Linked DNA regions of Mus musculus: regions 1, 3 and 4 are each linked to region 2. The links are chromatin contacts, called in public HiCAR-type, Micro-C and promoter capture Hi-C maps. All regions are on one chromosome and are shown on one strand. The core of a region is the stretch at or near the end of the contact, and the rest is flanking DNA. Distances in the headings are between cores, read along the strand shown. Region 1 holds the start of F930015N05Rik (RIKEN cDNA F930015N05 gene). Region 2 holds the start of Tvp23b (trans-golgi network vesicle protein 23B). Region 3 holds the start of Mapk7 (mitogen-activated protein kinase 7). Region 4 holds the start of 2810001G20Rik (RIKEN cDNA 2810001G20 gene).

Region 1 (2,700 bases), core at 178-2,677, 1.6 Mb after region 2:
GTTGACGTCACCACCAAGTTTGCTGTCCTTCGCGTCCCACGTGTGGCGGTAGCGGCTGAGGAGGCTGCGGGGAGAGCCCAAGAGCACAGTGGCAGCGGTGGCTGACAGGTCCCGCACAGCGGGGCCCCTCCAAGCTGTTCCCAGCTGGGGCCCCAGAGGAGTGGGTAGACTTCCGGAGCGCTCAAGAGGCCAGAAGGCTTGAGTCCCATTCGGATAGAGGGACTAGGGGGACTTTGCTTGCTCGGTTGCTGAGACGAGCTGAGCCAGGACTCAGGGCACGCTCCTGGGCGGGCCAGGAGAGCAGAAGCTGGAAAAAGGGTCACTCGTTCTAACCGGAGCGTACACAATTCTTCGGCCCGAGAGTCCTGCGCCCGCTCCACGGGGGACTGAGCCAAGGATGTGTTATCGCTGAGCCAAGTTCCGCACCGCTCAGGACCCTGCTGAGCCGAGCACCTTCGCCACTGCCGCCGCAGAGACTCCCTTGCCGGGCGACTCTCGGAGACCCAGGGCGCGGAGCTCTGCGCAGCTAGGCTCAGGACTCGGGCGCGTTTCAGACCCAAGACCATGGTTTCTTAAGCACGGCCCCGCACCCCTTTCCTCCTCGTCGCCCGAAGCCCAGGACCCCAAGAAGGGCTCGCAGTGCTTGGTCCCTAGTTCCAGCCCCTGCTGCCGCCCAGCGGGGCAGCTCTCAGGCACGCAGGGCGGCTCAGGCGATGCGGCCGCGGGGCAGCACGCTGGCTGGCAGCGGGGATGGCGGAGCTCCCAGCACAGTCGTGGCCTAGCATGGCCCGCTCGCCGTCCGAGGTCGCCTCTGGCTAGGATGGCCCCCTCGGGTCCCACCGGCGCCCAGCCCAGCCCGGCGGAGCCACTGTCGCGCAGCATCTTCAGGAAGTTCTTGCTGATGCTCTGCTCGCTACTCACTTCCCTCTACGTCTTCTACTGCCTGGCGGAGCGCTGCCCACCCGGCTCGGGCCCCGTCGCGGGGGTCCCGGGGCGCGGCGTCCCTGCAGGACCCAGGGAACTGGCGATGTGGCCCGCGGGAGCGCCAAGGAAGCGCCTCCTGCAGCTGAGGCAACGGAGGAGGCGCGGGCGGTCGGGGCCAGGAGACAGCAGCGACCAGGAGGAGCAGAGCCCTGGGCTGGCCGCCGCACCAGGAGGCTCCGGGGCGGGAAGCAGCGTGGCCGAGGCCCAGCCGGGGACCCTGGCCTTACTTCTGGACGAGGGCAGCAAGCAGCTGCCGCAGGCCATCATCATCGGCGTGAAGAAGGGCGGCACGCGGGCGCTGCTGGAGTTCCTGCGCGTGCACCCCGACGTGCGTGCCGTGGGTGCTGAGCCCCACTTTTTTGACCGCAGCTACCACAAGGGCCTCGCCTGGTACCGGTGAGCGCGGGGACCCCCATGGGTACTTCTGAGCGCTGGCTGTGCAGAGGGGGAGACTAGGAAGGGATGGCAAAGGGGGAGCAGTAGCTGTTCCCATCTTGGGCTCCCGTTCTTCTCCCTTGGGGAGGGGCAGATGGAGAGAGGAATGGAGATCTTGATTTTAATTGTCAGGGCTCCCCAGTTCCCCAAACATCTTATTCCTTGAAATCGCCCTAGTAATTAGATAAAGGAAAAGAAAAGGAAAGAGGAGAGTTTCCTTTTAAGTTAGAAAACTGTTCCTCATTACTGGGCTTACCAAGGGAAGCCTATGTCTATTCCTTTATCTTTGGGGTAATTCCCTGTGGTTAACATGGGTCTTTGCTCCGGTATTTATTTGCCTTGACCCTTTGCCAGATAGTTGTCCAAGGTGGTAAGTCATATAGAAACTTAGTAAAAGTGTCAAGAGTCCCTGTAGTTTGGATAATCTATGCCTCATCACGTGCCAGCAACGACTAACTGGGTTTTAAAGAACACTTTGTTGGTAATACTATCAGCCTGACAGAAATTTTTCTAAAGATCTCCTAACTATTATCTTTACAAATAAGATAGTTAATTTTAAAGGGGGGGGGGAAATCATGGGAAAATGCGCTGGATACAATTTAGGAAGTAAATGTTATTTACAGGATAAGCTGATTTGCCAGTGTCAAATTCAGATCACCTATAATATCAGAGTTAGCCAAACTCTAATAAATTCTAGCGTGGCCTGGATTTGGTTTGTGGTAAAAAATACTGATTTATTTTCCCCTCTCCTCCAAGTTCAAGGACAAAATTCATATGGTTAGAATTTTCTCATTTTTATAAAGTTCAGCCTGTTCATAAAATATTCATTCTCATTATAACTGAAACAATATTAGAAAAGTTATGACACAGTTGAGGTACACGTGGAAGGAACCATTCATAAAATACAGACAGACATGATGTGACGAGTTTATTCACTTGTAGAGTCAAGAACATGTTCAGATTGATTTCGGGAGCTGAATTTATAGTTTAGTCCTAAAAAAATAATAATCAAATTCAAACATTAAACACTTCTAAAAACAGTAACTTCCCAGTCATTGGAAAGAAAAACAATCAGCTTTCCCCTGATATAGCATATATATCATTTAAAATCATCAGCCACTTAAATATACTCCCTCCCCCATGCTTCTGTCATTTATGCCCTATCCTCTGGGAAGTTCTTATGCAGTGACCTGTTGAGTCTGGACAACAGGTCCTTCTTCTGGACACAAAGGCTGTTCTGTGCTATTCCCCAAGGACACAAGAATGAAGTGATTAAAGACC
Region 2 (3,106 bases), core at 258-2,757:
GGTAGGTAATTTTGTAAAGAGTAGTTTACAGGCTCACTGGTGGATATGCTCACAGAAGGGCTCAGGATCTGGACAAAGAGTACAGTCCCTACATAGAGGCTCAACACCCCAGGCAGACTTTCCCCGTCATTAAGTTCCAGTTCTTGAGGGTGAGGGGAGATAGGGGCAAGGCAGGAGGACAGAGCATCTAGTCAGTTGGTACTAGGAGGCAACACCCTGTTTCAAAAGCAAGCAAAGAACCCCCCCCCCAACACACACACACCAGTCCTCCAAAAAGGAAGACAAAAATCCTAACAAGTGGGAAATTCACTTTCTTGTCAAATGCTCTATATCTTAAAATATGGTAGTGAATTCAAATTGCATTCATATAAAAAGTGAGAACCAAAAAAATTTTTTTTCCACACAACCTCACAACACAGGGTGGGCCACCAAAATCTTTGTCCAAGCAGGTTAGGACATAGGTCATTTGTCCAGCTTCACACGAAGATGCGCAATTACCTTGCCTGCTTTCTCTTTTTTGGGAACTAGGTCCATGTTTCTTCATTATTGTAACACTGGGTTTGACATAGTCCTGGCAAAGAACCAGATAAAACCCCGGGTTCTGTGAAGAGTCCCTTCAGTTAAGAAAAGGTGAGAGGGACATTGCATGAGCCTCCAACAGTCTGACATAGTTGAGCAAACAGAATATCTCTATCATTACAGTTGCAAAGATGGCTTTAAACTCTCTGAATTTGTCTCGAAAAACCAAAAAAAAAAAAAAAAAAAATCTCTGAATTTTAGGTCTAGGCATGATCATGCCATCAGCAGGTGACTTAAAACAGTAATAAAAGCAAATTTGTGCCACTTTACTAAATGCTCTGTAAAGCCATCACCGTCCTTCCCACTTTACAGCCGAGGAAGGATGTACATAGAGATTGGTTATATAATTGGTACATGGAGGGCAGAGGCGCGATACTGGCCTCTCTTCTTGTTCTGAGGTTATGCCCCTTACAGCAGTACCCTCACTGCTTACGCTAGTCTTCTTGTCTCTTTCTTACTCGGTTTTTTTTTTTTTAATTTCTTTCCAAGGACACATTTATTTCTCAATTTTCTTTAACATTTAAATCGCTTAAGAAAGACTATACTAAAATACAATACATTTACAAGGTTAAATTATAAAGCTCCGCCTCTCTCAGGGCGTCCCTGCTGGTGGTAATGACTCACAGTTTGTACTTCTTTGGTAGCAAAAAACATTTTCCATTCATAACCCAAGAAACTTCGCTTTAGAACCCATTAAGTTAGCCAGTTTATTCCCAAGCGTTTTGCTTTTCCTTAGAAGTGCAGCCCTTGCCCCTGCTCACGCTTGCCCCGCCCACCTCCACCTCAGCCCCTACAGAGTCTCTGCGTCAAGGCCCCGCCCACACACCCCGCCTCCTACCGCCCGCGTCCGTCGCGTGGACCAGCTCTTTCCGCCCCGCCCACTATGGAGCCCCGCCCCAAGGTATGGACCCGCCTATCGCCTTCCGGTCTCTGGAGTTGCGCCCTCCCACCAAGTGGCTTCCTGGTGCGCTTGTGACGTCGGCTGTAGAGCTGGATCGCGTGGCAGCTTTGCTGTCGTGGCTCTCGGAAGTGGGGGGCGGGTTGGCGCAGGGTCGTCATGTTGTCGCAGGTGAGGGATGGCGGCCGAGCGCCGGTAGCCGGTGCTTGAGTTGGGGCTGGGGGTCTTGCCCAGTCGCCCGAGGCTGTTGGGTCCGTGTGCCCGCCCACTGCCTGAGCTGTAGGAACTGCAGGTGGGTGGGTAGGAGGGCCAGCCCCGGGCAAATTGTCGCTAGAGGGTTTGTGGACTGTGAGGGATAGGGTGCACCGGCGACCCCGGAGGCACAGAGGCCTCCTGTCAGCGGGTGTGGAGCACACTCGCTGCAGGATCTCTGGGTGTGAGGTCGGGGGTAACCCGTCTTCCCATAGCCTGCCCGGATGAGGGGAATGGCCTGTAGGGCCCTGATACACAAGTTCAGGGCGATCCTGTAGGGAGAGATTGCCAGAGCCTTGGGTTCCAGTGTTACTACGCTGTACACAGATAATCACGATGGTTATCGCCTTTGTACCCGTAGAGGTCGATGTAGCCAATTGTCCTTCGGCCAGAGATTAGTACATGTAATATATTTTCTTCCTTTAAAATTTTACTGTGAAGCTGGGCGTGGTGGCGCACGCCTTTAATCCCAGCACTCGGGAGGCAGAGGCAGGTGGATTTCTGAGTTCGAGACCAGCCTGATCTACAGAGTGAGTTCCAGGACAGCCAGGGCTATACAGAGATATACAGGCTATACAGAGAACCCTGTCTCGAAAAACCAAAAAAACAAAACAAAAAAACAAAAAAAATTTTTTTTTTACTGTGAACTCCCATGTAGATTGTGTCACACGGGTTTCATTGTCAGGTTGGGATGTTCAAGGAGATGGGATCTGCAAAGGGCAGGATGGCTGGGGGTGGGGGTTGGGATGGGGAGAGGTTAGGTTGGGGAACAACATATTTTCAGATCATAATAATAAAGACATAGTGACATACCAAGTGTCTCAGGATGGGCCAACTAGAATCTGTGATAAGAAAAGTCTACTTTGTGGAAATGTGGAGTAGAAAAAATTCATTGATGGTTTCAGCTCAGCTCTGAAGGTGCATTTAGATCCGCTTCTTCCTACTCCTAGGTCTGTGACCATAAGTCCTTCCACCTGTTGGGCATTTGACATTTTTTATAGTCATTACCTTCCTTCCCCCAGGCAACCTGTGCATTAAAATTTCTCTGCAGACTTAAACATCTGTTCCCTTGTGGTTTTTGTGTTTTTTGGTTGTTTTTTTTTTTTGTTGTTGTTGTTTTTTGTCTGATAATTTTCTTTCTTATTACCTAGAAGCAGCCCCTCCCCCTGGTATTTTCATACCAACCCCCTCCCTGCATCTTTGCTAATCACCCACAGGTTCTTCTGTGGATCCTGTGTACTCCACTGTTGGGTTACAGCTGGTTTACCTTTGTTCACTGGGAAGCATTCATGAGTTGCACTGTTGGTAGCCTTCCATTGTTCCCTCCCCTTCCCCGCCCCTCACAAAATCTTGTTGGTGTTAGCTCAAAGCCATGCT
Region 3 (2,918 bases), core at 109-2,608, 1.4 Mb before region 2:
ATCTGAATTCTCCATAGGGCACAGTAGGCTTCAGGATGTCCTTGATGGCGATGATATTGTCGTGTTTGAAGTGTTTGAGGATCTTCAGCTCCCTGAGGGTCCGTTTGGCATTGGTCACCACATCAAAAGCATTAGGTATCTTCTTGATGGCCACCTGCTGGCCTGGGGAGCAGGAAAAGGGCATATACCAGAGAGTACCTTCAAGTTAGCTGCAGGTCCCTTCCAGCACTGCTCTTCTGGAGCCCAGATAGCAGTAAGTACCTACTGTGTGCAGGGCCCTGTGTGTAACATATATCAAATTTTAATTTCGCAACTGCCTCGTGAAACGGCTGCTAATAGCTCACATAGAGAGGAGGCGCGGCTAGTTAGCAGTGGTTGTGACTGTACTAACTGATCCTCCCTCCCTCCCTCCTCACATAGTCAGTCCATCCCAGATCCTCCCCATTCTTCCACCACTCCATCGTGCCAATCTCTGGCTCTAGAACATATCTCTTTTGGACACCAAAGAGCATCTCTCTATTCTGGCTTACAGGGAATATCCTTTTCCTAAGGAGAAAGTAGGCTGACTGGGAGAAGCAGGGGTTCCTGAGAAGGGTACCTAACGGGGAGCTGGCACCTAGTCCGTAAGCGTGAGTGGAACCAGAATCCCCGGCGCAGCTGATCCTCCTGGGACCGTGCGGGTTCCTCACCGCCTCTGGAAAGCAGTCCACACATGCTGAGCCTCAGGAAGCCAGCTCACCCGTGAGGCGGCGGCGCGCCGAAGACACCACCCCGTAGGCCCCATTGCCTATGGTCTCGATGATCTCGTACTCGTCCCCCACGTCAAAGGTCACGTCGAAGGAGCGGGCTTTGAGCAGGGCCAGGTTCTTGGCCACCACAGAGGCAGCGGTGTGAACGGGTTCTGCCTTCACCCTCCCAGGGGGCTCCCCAGAGCCATCTTCGCCGTCCTCCTCCTTCAGCGGTTCGGCCATGGTCTGTACGAAGCGCTGATGAGAAGATCGTCCTGAGGGCCTCTCAGTTCCGCCTCTGTGGGTTTGGAGGCAGGACCTGTGCAGCAGGCGAGAGGGGACCGCTGGCACAGAGAACCCCACGGCCCAGGATCCAGGGGGGCGCGGCGCGGCCCCGGAAGAAAGGGAGGGGCGGGGCGCTGGGACTCCCGGGATCGCACTCACCGACCGGCCGGCACCCCGCCGCCACGCCTCCTCGGGAATTTGGGATTCCTGAGTCTTGCCAACCCAGTGATGAGTGTTCCCCCGGGCTCGCTCACTTAACAAGAACCGCGGCCACCACCAAAGCCTCGCGTGCGCCGAAGCAGACCACCCCACCGGCCGCCCCGGGACCACGCTCCTCCAGCTCCCAGCCAATCGTTGAGCGGCCTCCGTGGAGGTTCCCACCCCTTTATTTTACTCTGTCCAATCAAAACTTACCGGACGGGAAAACCGCGCCCTTGTCAATCACGCGCGCGCGCGCGCGCGCCCAGCTGTCCCACTCCGGGCGGGAGCCGCCCAAGGGGTGATGCGTGCTCCTCAGGGGTGCGCGCGCAGCCCCGCACCATGCTCTCACGCATGCGTACTAGCAGCCTCCGGAGCTTGGGTGGTGGGGGGGAAGCGAGCAAGGCCCCACCAAGTTCTCTTGTACTTCTGAGCCTACTCGCTCCACAGGCCCGAAGGGCGGAGATAAGGGAGGGAGGAGGGGTGTTACCTAGGCAACAAGCTCCGCACCCCCCCACCCCCACCCCGTCCTTTTGGCTCCTCTTCCTTCCTTGTTAGCTTTATTTCCTAGGGAATTTGCTGCGCACTCTTTCGGCGCCGGAAGTTCTGGACGCCTTACCCCGGAGTAGTGACCAGAGACCCCAGTCTTTAGAGCGTCGCTGACTTGTTTTCCCCCACCCCCCCAACCACTCCAACACCCCCACCCCCACCCCCAGCCAGTGAGGACCTGGCGGGGATGCGCATGCGCTCTGAACCGGGCCAGACCCAACAACTTTTTCCCTTTCCTCTTCCATTTTTCCTCCATCCGGCTGGGACGTCCGGTTGAGGCAAAAGTGAGCATTGTTAACTCGAGAGCTAGAAAAGTTCTCGGTAGGCAGCTTAAGTCTCCAATCTCCAAAGAGATTCGGGATTCCCAGTGAGACAAGAAAAGTGTGGAGAGGGAAACTGGGATGAAATCCAGTAAAGTCTGAGTGTCCCCTTGACATTTATTACTGAGTTCTCAATCAAAAGCCAAAGGTTGAGTCTAAAGCAGAAATGGATCTTAGATATCATACACGGTTGTTTGTGTTGCCCAGCATTTGGTACTACATGCAGAAAGTTTCACACATCAATTCATTTTCACAAACTTAATACCTGCGCCTTTGATTTAGATTAAAATTTCTAAAAAAACTGGATGTACCGGCTCATGCTTTTAGTCCCAGCACTGAACAGGCAGAGGCTGGCCTCAAATTGACAGAGAGCTGCCTGCCTCTGCCTCCTGAGCGCTAAGATTAAAGGTGTTCACTGCCTGGCTAAATGACTATTTTGACAGAATGTTCAGAGAGTCTCAATTCAGTGTTACCGGGGCATGGGAAAGAAGGTGGAAAGTATTTAAATGGATGTCTTTAGAGGTTAGTGAAGATTTTATCTTAAATTCAGCGTGTTCAGCTAAGACCCCTCAGGTAGACTTTGGCTGAAATGTTCCTCTGTTCCCAGCAGTCTTGGGTATTTTTTGCTGAGCAGATAGTTCCTGTGCATGGCACAGGGATCTGCAGAAAAAAAATGCCTGCAAGGGGGAAGAGTTGAAAGAGGACGGAATCTGGTATTTTACTAGATAATGCAAGATTCTTATTCTTTGGAGCTGTTCCAGGGTAGACACAGCTCAGTTGAAGATTATTTGCCTGTGCTTCAGATAGGAAGTTACCCCTCATGGAATCAGATTTGTCA
Region 4 (2,869 bases), core at 153-2,652, 1.2 Mb after region 2:
TTTTAGAAAATGACAGTCATATGAAAAGAGGTGTCCAAGGAGGCTCTATCACTCAACGCACAGCTTTGACAATTACCAAGTACTGCCCAACTTTGTCTCTTCTACCCACCCTTCCACTTCCTGCCCTGGTTTATGAGCCAGAAGGTACCTTTGAGATCACCTAGCTCAGTTACCTTATTATAGACGCGTAAATGTTTCATTAAAGAAAGTCAAATGATCTGCACTGGGATCATACAAACGCACGGGAGAAAAGAGCTCTACAGAAGCACAGTGATCACCACAGTCAGCCAGACACAGTGGGCAGTGTGTAAGTGACAGGGAGGCCTACAGGATGGTTCTGGGCTGTGAGAAGGTACACAATGGCTTCCACTATCTTGTCTGTACTATAGATCACTTTGCCACCATCCATGGATACTAGTCACAAAACCAACCTCCTCTTTAAAATTTCTACCAGCACAATCTCATTCATTCACAAATGACTGAGCATCACCAATGCACATAGGCATTGCTCTGGGCATGAGGGATACAGTGGTGAACCAGGGAGACAGACTATCTTTACTTTCACAAAGTGTTTCTCTTACTGGGAGGAACACACTAAATTGTTGCACATCTGTACTGCAGGTGTGAACAATTACACCGTGTGTTATTCATGATAAATTAATATGATATAAGAAAAGAAGGATAAAGACTCCTATTTTAGTTAGAGTGCTAAGGTTGGCCTCCCTGAAAAGGTAAAATATAGGAGCTTTTCAAGAGTTTGTGATAAACACACATCTGTCAAAAGTCCTTCTGATGGAAGGAGCCATACTGATGGTACAGCGCTGGCTCAATGGGATTCAGTTGGCAGTTATCATTATCATGGTGATTAAGGTAACACTTTAAGCTGGAAGACAGCTCCTTAACGGGGGGGGGGGGGGGGGGGAGGTGCGCTTCTTGTCATTAAAAGGCGGTGGCCAGGAACCGCGGCTCTCATGTGCCAGGCTTGTGGAGCCCCATGGTTTATCCTGTCCCTCCATCTTGCACTGTCTGAAACTCCAAAGAGCACGGGATATCAAGCCTTAGGGACCACCTGGCCTACGGTGCAAAGCTGGTCCACAATACTTGGCCTCGTCCCTTCAGGTGACCCTAAAGGTCACCTCCCTGCCAAGTGACAAGCCAAGGGCTTCCAAGGTTGCAGGCGGCCGGCAACACGGTACCGCACATGGCAAAAAAGAAAACAATTCGTCCACGATCATTCCCAACCGGGTACAATACCTGTGAGGAGGCGCGAGGAAATGGTGTGCGGGGACGCGGCCATAACGTACTGGTGCAGCAGTCCCCAGGACCCCAGGACGCCTCTCACCTCACCGGCTCCTGGGCGCCGCCATCTTGCTAGCCCGCCCTCTGAGTGAGGCGGGACTTCCTCTTGTCACTTCCGGCTCCCAGCGCTCTCTGAAAGCTAGGCTAGCGGAGCTTATAAAGATCGGATGGTAGAGCTTTCGCTTTCCCCTCAGACGCTCCAGATGTAGACTAGGTGAGCTCTCTGCCCGGGAGGGACAGATCGTCGGAGCCCGCGGGCGGAAGGCGAGTCGTGGCGGGGTTAGGGCTCTGGAGTCCGGCCCGGCCCGGCAGTCCCCTGAGCTTGAAAGAATTGAATGCCTCCTCAGTTGTCACCCAGGCTGATCTTGCGCAGGCTGTTGGCTTCTCGTGGAGTTTGGTAAGTAAAAAAACGAGGAAGAAAGAAACTCATTAAAAGAGCAAAACATGACTTACAAGGGCAGTTTGTGTTTGCTTTCAGCGATGAGGTGAGATCTCTGTGGTTCACCTCAGGTGCTGATCAGGGGCCACTGAGACAGGAGTTTGTGTAAGAGCACGCACTGTGTCTCTGCAGCAAGAACTGGTCATGGTGAGCGTCATCCCGATAGGGATAAGGTAGAAAGCGCTATGGAATGAGGTTAGCATTTCTGTGAAGTAGGCTAAAGAAAGGCTTTGAAGAGCCAACTTGCTGCTCAGTAGAAGGAACTGTGAGAGTTTTCCAGTTTACCAGGAAGACAGAGCAGAGAATGGGATTTTCTGAGGCCCATCACAGTTCATCACTGTGGACCTAGGATAATGGTTGTCCCCATCAAATTAATCTTAGACTAAGGAAGAAGAGGATGGATTTCTGGTGAATAACTGAAAAGTTAACAACTGTTCAATCCACTGTTTTTCGAGCACTTTGAAATGCTGTGTTAAGTGAAATATTACAAAGTACAAACCTTAAATCAACAAATGAAAAGCACAATTTGGGATCTAATCACACCAACAGTGAGTGCTGCTTAGGGGAGGCCTTCTGCTTTACAGCTATCTTGGTTAATTAGACCCACTGTTCCTGGAACTCTGATCATCATAAATAAGTTAGCCCTTTACAAACTAGATCTCAGATACCTAACTCAATGGTTACATGGTATGGAACCTGAGGGCTAGAGAGATTGCGTGATTCAAACTGTAGATTGTATAGCAGTCTACTGTACTTCCTATCTCTTTATAGTTGTCTCTTAAAATTTGTGTTATAAAACCAAAAAGTGATAGGACTGTACACCTATAAGATGGCTATAAACAAAATTAATCAATAGCAGGAGTTAACAAGTTAGTGAAGAAGTAGGAATCCTGATACATTGTTTATAGGAATATAAAATATTGTAGCCACTTTGGAAAAGCAGTTTAGGTGTTCCTCAATAAGTTAAACACAGCGCTACCTCCTGACCCAGCTGTGCCTTTCCCAGGTATATTCCCAAGACAAATGACAGCATTCATTCACTCATAATATCCCAAAGTGGATATAACTCAAGTTATACATCAACTGATATTCTGTGACATATCCACATACTGGCCTATTTGCCATGAAATG

Evidence for each region. Promoter capture Hi-C pulls out the DNA fragments that hold promoters and counts their contacts. Hi-C and Micro-C count contacts between places; a contact is called where the count stands out from the background. HiCAR-type assays count read pairs that join an accessible place to other places.
Region 1: a HiCAR-type map of astrocytes shows a contact between it and region 2, with 4 times the contacts expected there. The contact joins the promoter of F930015N05Rik here to the promoter of Tvp23b in region 2. A contact is called at or near these places in 1 of 39 promoter capture datasets (hippocampal neurons) and 2 of 115 datasets of contacts at active chromatin or transcription factors (astrocytes and embryonic forebrain).
Region 3: a promoter capture Hi-C map of pre-B cells shows a contact between it and region 2, with 3 times the contacts expected there. The contact joins the promoter of Mapk7 here to the promoter of Tvp23b in region 2. A contact is called at or near these places in 1 of 39 promoter capture datasets (pre-B cells) and 1 of 484 Hi-C or Micro-C datasets (regulatory T cells).
Region 4: a Micro-C map of embryonic stem cells shows a contact between it and region 2, with 10 times the contacts expected there. The contact joins the promoter of 2810001G20Rik here to the promoter of Tvp23b in region 2. A contact is called at or near these places in 3 of 39 promoter capture datasets (hippocampal neurons, liver and pre-B cells), 3 of 484 Hi-C or Micro-C datasets (B cells, embryonic stem cells and uterus) and 2 of 115 datasets of contacts at active chromatin or transcription factors (large pre-B cells and pro-B cells).

The regions. Positions count from the first base shown.
Region 1 is chr11:64,435,247-64,437,946 of GRCm38.p6, forward strand. F930015N05Rik (RIKEN cDNA F930015N05 gene) reads right to left here and starts at 1,428. Exons shown (of 1, transcript NR_028445.1): 1 at 1-1,428. It overlaps Hs3st3a1 (heparan sulfate (glucosamine) 3-O-sulfotransferase 3A1), which reads left to right and starts at 86. Exons shown (of 2, transcript NM_178870.5): 1 at 86-1,380. The coding sequence starts at 821.
Region 2 is chr11:62,877,948-62,881,053 of GRCm38.p6, forward strand. It overlaps Tvp23b (trans-golgi network vesicle protein 23B), which reads left to right and starts at 1,508. Exons shown (of 7, transcript NM_026210.5): 1 at 1,508-1,648. The coding sequence starts at 1,637.
Region 3 is chr11:61,492,908-61,495,825 of GRCm38.p6, forward strand. It overlaps Mapk7 (mitogen-activated protein kinase 7), which reads right to left and starts at 1,359. Exons shown (of 7, transcript NM_011841.2): 1 at 1,173-1,359; 2 at 740-1,047; 3 at 1-162. The coding sequence starts at 971.
Region 4 is chr11:64,078,082-64,080,950 of GRCm38.p6, forward strand. 2810001G20Rik (RIKEN cDNA 2810001G20 gene) reads left to right here and starts at 1,403. Exons shown (of 2, transcript NR_033780.1): 1 at 1,403-1,696. Cox10 (heme A:farnesyltransferase cytochrome c oxidase assembly factor 10) reads right to left here and starts at 1,391. Exons shown (of 7, transcript NM_178379.3): 1 at 1,255-1,391. The coding sequence starts at 1,297.